Linked DNA regions of Sus scrofa: all the other regions are linked to region 3. The links are chromatin contacts, called in public Hi-C and HiChIP or PLAC-seq maps. All regions are on one chromosome and are shown on one strand. Each heading gives the region's core, a stretch centred on a gene start, on an enhancer-like site or on the middle of the called end of the contact. The rest is flanking DNA. Distances are from core to core; before and after follow the strand shown.

Region 1 (3,372 bases), core at 221-2,720, 240 kb after region 3:
ATTGTTAGACAATGGTTCATCATGCTGTACAGTAGAAAAAATGACAGAACTCTGTAAACCAGCTATAATGGAAAAAATATCATTATATAAAATAAAGACAGTTCCCATCGTGGCGCAGTGGTTAACGAATCCGACTAGGAACCATGAGGTTGCGGCTTCGGTTCTTGGCCTCGCTCAGTGGGTTAACAATCCGGTGTTGCTGTGAGCTGTGGTGTAGGTTGCAGACGCCGCTCGGATCCCATGTTGCTGTGGCACTGGCGTAGGCTGGCAGCTACAGCTCGGATTCGACCGCTAGCCTCGTGAACCTCCATATGCCGTGGGAGCGACCCAAGAAATGGCAGAAAGACTAAATAAATAAAGACAAAATATTTTTTAAAATTGTTAAAAAAGAAAAAGAAAAAGGAATTCCCATCGTGGCACATTAGAAACGAATCCGACTAGGAACCATGAAGTTTCGGGTTAGATCCCTGGCCTTGCTCACCGGGTCAAGGATCCATTGTTGCCGTGAGCTGTGGTGTAGGTTTGCAGACGCTGCTTTGATCTGGCATTGCTGTGGCATAGGCTGGCAGCTACAGCTCTGATTAGACCCCCTAGTCTGGAAACCTCCATATGCCAGGGGTGCGGGCTCCCCCACCAAAAAAAAAGAAAAGAAAAAATTTTGTATTTTGTTTTCTTCTTCACTTTAGCATGTGTGTTCTGTTGCCATAATTGACATTTAAATGACCTCATAATATTGCTCTAAGTGACTATACTGATATTTAGCCATTCCCCAACAGTTGAGATTTGTTTTTTTAAATGAATGATGCCTTTAAGAACATTGTGCTCAAAGTGTTTTCTCTTTTCCAATGAGCTCTTCTTTTTTGTCTTTTTTGGGCCGCATCCCAAGGCATGTGGACTTCCCAGGCTAGGGGTCGAATCAAAGCTGTAAGCTGCCAGCCTGGACCACAGCCATCAGATCAAAGACTCTGCAGCTCTATCTAACCCACTGAGCTAGTGCCAGGGATGGAATCCACGTCATGGATACTAGTCATGTTCCTTACGGCTGAGCCACAACGGGAACTCCACCAATGACTTTATTAAATTTCCTTCTGAATAGATCTTGCCAGCTTACAGTATGACCAGCTATTTACTAATTTTCCCATTTCCCTTCAGCCAGCCTCTTCATCTCTAAGTATTATAGTTTAAAAAAATAACCTTTTGTTCATTTGATAAATGCAAGGTGGGCATCATGTGTTGTTAAAAGGCATTTTTGAAATGACTTGTGTTTTCTGTGGTTTAATTGGCATTGCCCAGCTTATTGTGGTCAGAGATCTCAGTTTGGAGCGCCTGAAGTTAGGGTTGATGCGGGCTCACGCGCCCCCTAACGACCAAAACTGCCAGTGACTGAGGGGGGACGGGGGGGGCTCTGAGTGCGTGCGCACTCCATTCTCCAAGCCGGTTTTGCGGCCACCGTTTTCCGGGGTGTGGGAGAAGAGCGAAGACGCTGGCGGGGACTTGACAATGCGCAGGCGCATCACGAAGCCTGTGGATTTGTGGCCAACCGAGCATGGGCGTGGGCTGGCTGCGTCGGCGCACTGGAGGCCTGGAGGGTCGAGGCGCGTGCGCAGTCGCGCTTCCTTCAGCTGCAGCCATGGCAGGCCAAGAGGATCCCGTGCAGCGGGAGATTCACCAGGATTGGGCGAACCGGGAGTACATTGAAGTCATCACCAGCAGCATCAAGAAAATCGCAGACTTTCTCAACTCGTTTGGTCAGCGGGCGAGCAGGGGGAGGCAGGGAGGAGGGGGGCCCGCCTAGGGAGGGCGCTGAGAAGCTTTGACGCGGGTTCTGGGAGCCGTGGGCTCCTGCTGGTGTTTGCTTCCGCCTTCAGGCCGCACTTTTCCCCTCTCGCTCTGACCCCCGGCCTCCACTGATCATTCCCTGTGGGGTTATCCTGCCCCACGCTGAGCTCATCGGCTTCATTGCCTTCCCCCCGCATCCAGTAACAAGTCCGTTCCTTTCCCGGACGTGTCAGACAGCCCCATCCATCGCCTGAATCTTTCCTTCTCTTCAGGCGTCTCCCTTCTTTTGTGCTTCGTTTCAGTCGTCACTTGGTGCTCAGAGAGCGCTGTCCAGAAGCCCTTTAGCGTCGAGCCTGTTAGTCGCCCCTCCTGTCGGTCCTTTCCTGTCTCGGCGTGTGCTGTGCAGAGTGGTAGATGAGAGCGGAGGAGGGCCCACATCGCGTCCGGCCAGGGACATCTCTGCATCGCTAGTATCTAGACCACAGTGGGTGTTGTCTGCTTCTAGCAAAATCTTTCCTTGGCATGACCTGTCCGTGACAGTCTTAAAGTTCCTTCCGCGTTGTTTCCTATCCTTGTGCTACACCCTGCAGCAGAGACTCCTGACTCTTGTTCTCCGAGTGTTACTTTGAAAGAACCGGGCACTGGGTAAACTTTTTATGTCATCACAAGGTGTGGGGATGACATCTAGTGATCTTTTTCCAGTTGTGCTTCTGGCCCACTAATTCAGCAACATTAAGCGATTAAGTAGGGGAAACTGATAAATTTAAAAAGACTTAAAAAGGAATTATTTTCTTGCTAAGAGAAGTCCAAAGGAGTGTATAAAGGTGACAGCAAGAGATTTGTCCAAAAGCATCAGCAAGACAAACTAGATCTGAGTACAAGGCTCTTTCTCAGTCTCTGTGGGGAAGACAGAATAAGAACCATTTCCTACAATTAAGTGATTTCTATTTTGAAGATGAAATAATGACATCAGAGCAAAGCAGAACATTGTTTCTGATTTAATATATTTACATATAGGAATTCCCCTTGTTGCTCGGCAGTAACAAACCTGACTAGTATCCATGAGGACCTGTGTTTGATTCTTGGCCACACTCAGTAATTTAAAGATCTGTGTTGCAGGAGCTGTAGTGTAGGGTGCAGAGGTGGCTGGGATTCTGCATTCCTCTGGCTGTGGTGTAGGCCAGCAGCTACAGCTCCGATTCAACCCCTAGCCTTGGAACTTCCATATGCCTTGGGTTTGGCCCTGAAAAGACAAATATATACATGGTCTTTTACATTTGTATGTAAATACACATTATTTATTTATAATAAGCTTATAAAATATATAAATATATATACTTGCATACAAATGTGTAGGACTATAACCTTTTTAAAAAATGTTTAAAATTCTTATAGCCATACCCATGGCATATGGAAATTTCTGGGCCAGGGATTGAATTCAAGCCACAGCTGCAGCAACAACAGATCTTTTAACCCAGTGCCCTGGGCTGGAGATTGAACCCACACCTCTGCAGTGACCAGAGCCACTACAGTCGGATTCTTAACCCACTGCACCACTGCAGGACCTCTAGAACTATAATCTTGATATGTTTT
Region 2 (3,703 bases), core at 641-3,140, 130 kb before region 3:
GACTAGAAAGAGAAGTAGCGGACACTGAGGTGCAACCGCTTCCTCCCAAGAAATCAGGTTAAGAACATTTCCTTCCATTCCTCCTTCCTTCTCTGACCATCCTTGTCCCAATTCTTACATTGTGAAGGTCTTTATGATTCTTTTCTCCATCTTTTGCCTTGCTCTGGCCTGGGAAGATAACTGTTCACATATCTCTGCCCATTTCAAAGGAGGATAAATTAACTGTTGGCTTTGCTTTAATGCTGGTGATCCTATAGTTCTTTCTACCAATCAAAAACTTCTCCCTGATTTCCACTGCCTCAATTTCTCTGGAACAAGTTCCGTAGATAAATACTTTTAGTAAATAGTTACACAAAATACATGAACACACTGACTGGCTTAAGGGAATGTCTCTAGTTTTCTTGCTGATTTGAAACATAGGGACATTGGCTCAGGAGTACTCTCCAAATCACGGACGTTGTTTTGTTGCTAGTAATTATTATTGTCAGCCTAATAAGCTGGGTTCTCTCAAAAATTTTAAATGTGTATGGGCAGCCATTGACCAGCCAACAGATGGTCTCTCTCTGAAGTGCAATGACAAAAGTGAAAGAAAGAATGGAACCAGCTCCAAGAATACAAGCCTGACATCACTTTTTGTGAATACTACACTGAGATCAGAAGAGGCAGTGGTGACTGAGGGTCATGTTAATACTGAATACTGATTTCTTTTCTTTTTTTAAAGGTTTTATTGAATTATAGTTGATTTACAATGTTGTGAACATTTCTGCTGTACAGTAAAATGAATACCGATTTTTTTCCCCAAACTTCTTGGATGATCAATAGGATGATAAAAGGGGGAACTGCTGAAATATATTTCTAGACCAAAGATGGTGCCACTCCTGCCCAGGCTGCCATGGCAACATACCAAAACTTAGATAACTTTTGTAAATCTTCTGCTTGACCAGTAACATACTATATCTAGTCAGCCAATCCCCAAACGCCAAGCCAACTGTAGGCTCTATACTTACTTCCTTGCTCTTTAATCATTTTTTATTTTTCACTTCCTTATTCTTTATCCTACAAAAGTTTCCTGCCTCCAGCTCCATTTTGCAGTTCTTTGGCCCCTTGAGGACAAACACTGGAGGCTTCATGAAGTATTAGTTTCTTTAACACCTAAATTGTCTTTCTTAATTATTTTTCTAACAATACTAATCTATTAGAGATAAATCACTGACGTATTCTCAGGTTAAACAATGAGATGCGCTTTGAAATAATTCTACTAGATGAGGAAAGGATGATTAAACAACAGGGTGGTATATGCTGATTATTGTTGAAACCAGCTAATGGATACATGGGGGTTCATTATACTATTCTCTCCTTTTCCGTGAGTGTTGGAAATATTGCACTAGATAAAAAGAACAGTAATATGGGCCTTTTTCATCATATAATTTCAAGCCAGTCATTCCCACCAACCCCCGCGTTTCTTCTTCAATAAAATGGATTGGCCATTGCAGCACTGTATTCGTAGGGACATTTTGAGGAGCAGTGAAAGCAAAGTGCCTTAGAAAATGCTGTTTTCTTACTTACTAGGGTTGCCAACACTAATTAGTTGCCTCCAACAGTTCCCTCCTCCTCTCCTTGTAATGGTTCATTCCACTGTTCCGCTAGTCTTTCCCGTGGTGGTTCCTTCCTCTCAGTTACCACGCTATTTCCCCCCCCCCAGCCCCAATGGTTTAGTCCGGCTTCCCCGGGGGAAACCCCGTGGGGAGGAGCACGAGGTTTCTGCGAGTGGCCGCGGTCCGCTCCCTGGAGACCACTTGGAAAGCTCCGCGTCAGGGGGTGGGCCGATAATCTTGAGGCGGGGCGCTAATCTCGGGCTCCGATTGGCCAGAACTGGAGTAAACATCCGGCAGGGTGGGGCGGGGCCGGAAGTGGAAAGGCAAGGCGGCGGCTGAGGCGGCTCGGGAGGTTCCGGACCGGAGTAGGTTCCTCCCGCTGCTATGGGCTGTCCTGATCGGTGGTGAGGGGGCCTCTGGCGCTAAAGGGGACACGGGACTGGGCCATGGCCGGCGCTCGGGCCGCCGCCGCTGCCTCGGCGGGGTCTTCGGCTTCTTCGGGCAACCCGCAGCCGCAGGAGCCGGGGCTCGGGGAGCTGCTGGAGGAGTTCTCCCGGACTCAGTATCGGGCCAAGGATTTTAGCGGGACGGGAGGCTCTAAGGTGAGTCGGAGGCACGGTGAGCAGCAGAGGGTCCCTGGCTTGGGAAGCTACTGAGGAGAGACAGGTCAGAGAAAGGAGGGAGAGAGGGAGATTGCCAGGATCTGGACCTGTAGAGCAAGGGTCGGGTTTAAAAACCGAAAAGGAGGAGCTGGGATCAGAATGAGCCAAGGAAGGACGACGTTTTGGTTTGAGACAAGGGATTTGGAGGCTAGGGATCCGAACTGAGGGGCCATTCAGAGATTAGAGAGGAGGAGCTGAGGAGGGTTGTTCCCCTGCATAAGATACTAGCACAGAAGCCTCCAAGTCTAGAATTAAAAATCTAGAGGATTTCTGCAGCTCCGTGGAGGGGTGGGGCAGAATGAAGTCAAGAGTTAAACTGGAGTGTGTTGATTCTTTATACAGTCTCAGAGTGACTTTAGAATTAGGACCATCCCTTTCCTTTCCCTTTGTGCATGAAGGGAGCCCACACTCCTCTGTTCCTTTATGAAAAACAAGTCTTGGTTCCTCTTTTTTTTCTGCCTTTGAGATTCTTTTCAGTCTCCTTATGGCCAGACCTGGAAGGCTTCCAGTCTGATCAGGCCATTCCCATCCTAGGGAATCTTGCTGACCCTGCCATCTTTCATTCCCCACGTGGTTTTGGAGGGGTTAGCATCAGGTTTTCTAATGGGATTCTTTTTCATCCTGGGTCTTGAAACTCTGGTTTGGCTCCAGGGGTTACCTATAATGGGACACACAGCAGTTGGCATCTGCTAGTCTCTAGAGTAACCCAGGGAAGGCTTCAGTAACAATGAGTTTCCTCCACTGTCCAGATGACTATTTCTCAGCTCTTAGCCTGAGGACTACCCACTTCAGCATCATCTGGGGTGCTTGTTGGTTTTTGTTTGTTTTTTGTCGTTTCTAGGGCTGCACCCGTGGCATATGGAGGTTCCCAGGCTAGGAGTCTAATTGGAGACGGCCTACGCAGCAGCCATAGCAACGCCAGATCCGAGCTGCATATACAACCTACACCACAGCTCATGGCAACATCGGATCCTAGATCCGCTGAGTGAGACCAGGGATCGAACCCGCAACCTCATGGCTCCTAGTTGGATTCGTTAACCACTGAGCCACGACAGGAACTCCTGGGGTGCTTGATAAAAAAGTTTCTTTGGTCCTATCCAGTCCTACTGAGTTAGAATTTCTGAGAGTGGTAACTTGGAATTTGTATTTTTTTAAATAGGCTTGTTAATGATATGAACCTTGAAATTTGAGGATTGCTAGTTTAAGCCACTGAGTTTTTCCTTCCCCATTGGTCTTTTGGATGGGTAGAGGGTCAGTGGTTTTGCTGGGCCCCCCTTCCGTTGTAAACACCCCTGAAGATTAGGGTTGTAAAGAGTTACACCTGACTCTCACTCTAGCTGGCCTTAAATTTATGATCTCTTGCAGGCTTCTTGGGATGTTACAGGTCTTATGTCTTTCTTCTAATGGGCCTTTCCCTGAGATGAGCAAAACCACAGCAATTTTAAG
Region 3 (3,751 bases), core at 47-2,546:
GCACCCGCAGGCGTCGGCTGGCAGAGGAAAGCAAGGTCTCAAGCTCCAGCTGCAGAGTGTCCAGCTCCTCAATACCGATGCCATCATCCTCAGAGCGGGCCAACACTGCTGTGTAGCGGGGACAGACTTTCAGGTGGTCCACAGACTTGAAGTCATGGAACTGCAAGGGGCAGTCCTTCAGCTCACTCATGGCCCAGGATAGGGGACCCTGTGGAGCTGGAGAGAACGGACCACTGATGGGGGGACAAGTGGCACAAGAAAAGACCAAGAGCTCCTTCTATTCAGACAGCCTCAAGAAGAAAGCCAGGCTTCAGTATCCTACTAAGGCTGAAGTCACAGTTCCTATTTGTAAAGCACCTACTGTGCACCAAGCTAGATGCAGACATTTTACTGGCTTCTCATTAAATTCCTCACATAACCCCGTGACTCATGGTGATCTCCATTTTACGGATGAGAAAACTGAGACTGTTAGAGTGGGTACATGTTCATGCTTATCAACACGCAATCTGAATTCAGGTAGTTTTAAGTCTGTGCCTCTAACCACAGTTATACTGTGCCTGTCCTTCTGATGCTCTTCCCTTCAGCTCCACTCTTCCAGAGTTCTGCTAAACTCCAGAATTCCAAGTATTCCATACTTACGTTAACGTTCTTTGTGCCTCCCAGCCTCTCCTAGTTTCACCCTCCCCACCTTTTCCCTATTTGCCCCAGATAGTAAGGAATGTGAACTGCTAAACTAGATACATCAGGATTCAAGCTCTGGCTTGACCAGCCTCTATTTATATAGCCCTGAACATGTTAATTATCTCTCGAGTCTCAGTTTTTCTATCCGTAAAATGGGACAAAAGACACCTGAGCTTGTTTCCCCATAAGAAGTTTGAATCTATAAAACGGGGATAGTAATAGTACCTACCTCCCTGGGATGATCTGAGGATTAAAAGATGATGCCCGTCAAGAGCCCAGTTCAGTGCCTGGCACAGAAAAAGTGGGACTGGTTAATGACTGGCCCCACCCATGGATAGCCCCAGTGTCCCGCCTTCTGGGTCCCAGACCTTTACCGCGGACACCCTACCGCGGCCCCCGCCCCCTCTACCTCCTCCTAGCCGCCTCCTACTGCCCCCGGGCCGCGGGTGGGGGCGGGGAGTTCCGGTCGGTGAGAGCTACCGCCCCGGAACTGACTAGGGGCTGGCCCCCAGCAGTGCACGCGGGGGCGGAAAGACGCGAGGACCAGCCCCTGGGTCTTTCGAGGGTGGGAGTTTGCCGGCAGCGAGTGAGCCCGCTGCTAGTGGGGTGGAGAGAATAAGCCTCGGGCGTACCCTCGGGAACAGCCCGGCGCCTGGGGGCGGGGCTCGGCGGCCGGGTTCTCCGCTTGGCAGTTAGTCCCGCTGAGCCCCGAGGGCTGCAGGTAGGAGGGGCCCGGAGAAAGGATGGGGGCACAGAACCGGAAGGATCGAAGAGCTCCCCCGGCTCGCCTTGTCCTAATATGGTGCCCAACCTGAGGCTGGGCTGCACCACTGCATGGCTGTGAGGGAAGATGGCAGCAAAGACGACAAGAAGGCCAAAGTCACAAGCGAGAGCCTCACCGATGACGGGAGAAGCTTGAGTAGTGATTTCAAACTTCAGGAATCTAAAACTACCACGGCAGTCCTAGCGGGAAAACTTCCGAAGTGCCAAGTGTTTTTAGCTTCTCCCTCCCCCGCTCGGGACATAGATGGTACAGTCCGGACGTCCGGGCGGAGACTGCGGCTGCGCTTCTCGCGAAAGGGCAGGCGTCGCGGGGCTGGCCACTTCCGTACTTCCGCTTTCCGGCCCAGCCAGCGCCCGCGATGGTGAGAGAGAGCCGGGACCCGGGCCAGGGACCCCCACTGTTCTGTCCTCAGGCTCTGGGTTTGGGGGAGATGCGGCTTTGCAGCGGAGAGGCGCTGAGCCGTGGGGTGCTGGGGGTGCGGGGGCACCATGAGGTTGGGAGGAGGGAGGGGCGGGGGCCGAAGTGAGAAAGGAGCGAGCGGGGGACGCCCTCCTAAGAAGCAGGCCTTTCGGCTTCATAGTCTGGGTTTTGAAGCAGGTGGGAGATACTGAATCAGAGAGGAAGCTGGGAGTGGGTGCTCCTAGGTATGGTAGCACGTCGGAGGCACGTAGTAGGCCCCGTAGCCCTTAGTAGGGCCGCTGAGGCTTGTAATAGGGCCACCTCCCCAACCAGTGCAGACCTTCACTAAATATGCACCCCCCTCTTGCCCTCTTGACCCCATGGTTCTCTGAGGGAGAGCGTTCTCTGTGGAACTTCCTTATCCCAGTCTTCATGTTGCCCCAGCTGTGCTTCTACCTCCCAGACCGCTTCCTGGTCGGAACTCAACCGTATCAGTCTTACTATAGAATGTAAGCTCTGATACTGCTGATTCCTTCCTCCTTGGAAATCCTCTCATTTGATAACTGGCTGTTCATAGCAATTTAGACTCACTAGCTTCCTCTTTACACTCTCCCTGGTGGTGCTACCTATTTAACATACAGGTCTTCATGACCGTCTGCATTCTGGTAACTCCTAAATCTGCTGGTCTAGCCCTCTTTCATGGTTCACCTGGAAGTGTTGAAGACACCTTGAAATTAGACTTCCAGGCCGTAACTCCTCTTTCCCTAAACTTGCTTGTCCTCTTGTGTTTGTCTTCTGGCTTTGTGTTTTCATAACCTCAGTTAGAAACCTGGGATATTCTAATTGAAGCCATGCCTTTTGCTTTTCTTAAACATCAGATTTGTTGAGGTATTACACCAGAATGCGTCATCGTGAAAGGGCAGGTGTCATAGGGCTGGCTACATAAAATTTATCCTTTTTAGGTTTGCCTTCTATGAATTTTTTTTTTTTTTTTTTCTTTTTAGGGCCACATCCACTGCATATGGAGGTTCCCAGGCTAGGGGTTGACTTGGAGCTGTAGCTGCCAGCCTGTGCCACAGCCACAGCCATGCTTGATCCAAGCCACATCTGTAACCTACACCACAGCTTATGGCACTGCCGGATCCTTAACCCACTGATTGAGGCCAAGGGTTGAACCTGTGTCCTCGTGGATGCTAGTCAGGTTAGTTAACCTTGGAGCCACGACCCAGAACTCCTGCCCTCAATGAATTTTGACAGATAAAGTCTTGCTTGTCCTCCATTGCCCCAGGCCAAGCTGTCATCAGCCTCCTCGAATAACCCTCTCTGCATTCTTTCTCACTTCCCTCTCCAATCCATTCTCCACAAAGTCACTGTAGGATATATAGCAGTAGTTGTAGTTGTGTAACTTCCTTTTCAGAAAGCCCCTAGCAGTTCCTTACCACCTTAAGAGAAGAGCTAAACTCAGAAGCCTGGCATTTGAGATTGCCCATGAATCTCTAGGCTACCATTGCAGCCCTATCCATTGAATCTAAAATGCATCCAGGAGTTCCCGTCGTGGCACAGTGGTTAAGGAGTCCGACTAGGAACCATGAGGTTGCAGGTTCAGTCCCTGCCCTTGCTCAGTGGGTTAACGATCCAGCGTTGCCTTGAGCTGTGGTGTGGTGCAGACGCGGCTCGGACCCCACGTAGCTGTGGCTCTGGTGTAGGCTGGTGGCTACGGCTCCAATTCAACCCCTAGCCTGGGAACCTCCATATGCCTCGGGAGTGGCCCAAGAAATAGCAGAAAGACAAATAAAATAAAATAAAATAAAATGCATCCAGGAGAGTTCCTGTCGTGGCGCAGTGGTTAACGAATCCAACTAGGAACCATGAGCTTACGGGTTCGAT

Evidence for each region. Hi-C and Micro-C count contacts between places; a contact is called where the count stands out from the background. HiChIP or PLAC-seq counts read pairs in DNA pulled down with a chosen protein or histone mark.
Region 1: a contact with region 3 is called in a Hi-C map of skeletal muscle, with 9 times the contacts expected there. The contact joins the promoter of BRK1 here to the promoter of TADA3 in region 3. A contact is called at or near these places in 1 of 5 promoter capture datasets (liver), 6 of 47 Hi-C or Micro-C datasets (embryonic fibroblasts, fibroblasts, heart right ventricle and 2 more) and 2 of 2 datasets of contacts at active chromatin or transcription factors (alveolar macrophages and skeletal muscle).
Region 2: a contact with region 3 is called in an H3K27ac HiChIP or PLAC-seq map of alveolar macrophages. The contact joins the promoter of MTMR14 here to the promoter of TADA3 in region 3. A contact is called at or near these places in 7 of 47 Hi-C or Micro-C datasets (blood, heart right ventricle, liver and 1 more) and 2 of 2 datasets of contacts at active chromatin or transcription factors (alveolar macrophages and skeletal muscle).

What each region holds. Positions count from the first base shown.
Region 1 is chr13:66,313,968-66,317,339 of Sscrofa11.1, forward strand. BRK1 (protein BRICK1) reads left to right here and starts at 1,471. Exons shown (of 3, transcript XM_003132361.5): 1 at 1,471-1,748. The coding sequence starts at 1,547.
Region 2 is chr13:65,946,630-65,950,332 of Sscrofa11.1, forward strand. It overlaps MTMR14 (myotubularin-related protein 14), which reads left to right and starts at 1,891. Exons shown (of 18, transcript XM_013981948.2): 1 at 1,891-2,197. The coding sequence starts at 2,042.
Region 3 is chr13:66,078,676-66,082,426 of Sscrofa11.1, forward strand. It overlaps TADA3 (transcriptional adaptor 3), which reads right to left and starts at 1,297. Exons shown (of 10, transcript NM_001206536.1): 1 at 1,091-1,297; 2 at 911-968; 3 at 1-216. The coding sequence starts at 190. It overlaps ARPC4 (actin related protein 2/3 complex subunit 4), which reads left to right. Exons shown (of 7, transcript NM_001206535.1): 2 at 1,762-1,826. The coding sequence starts at 1,824.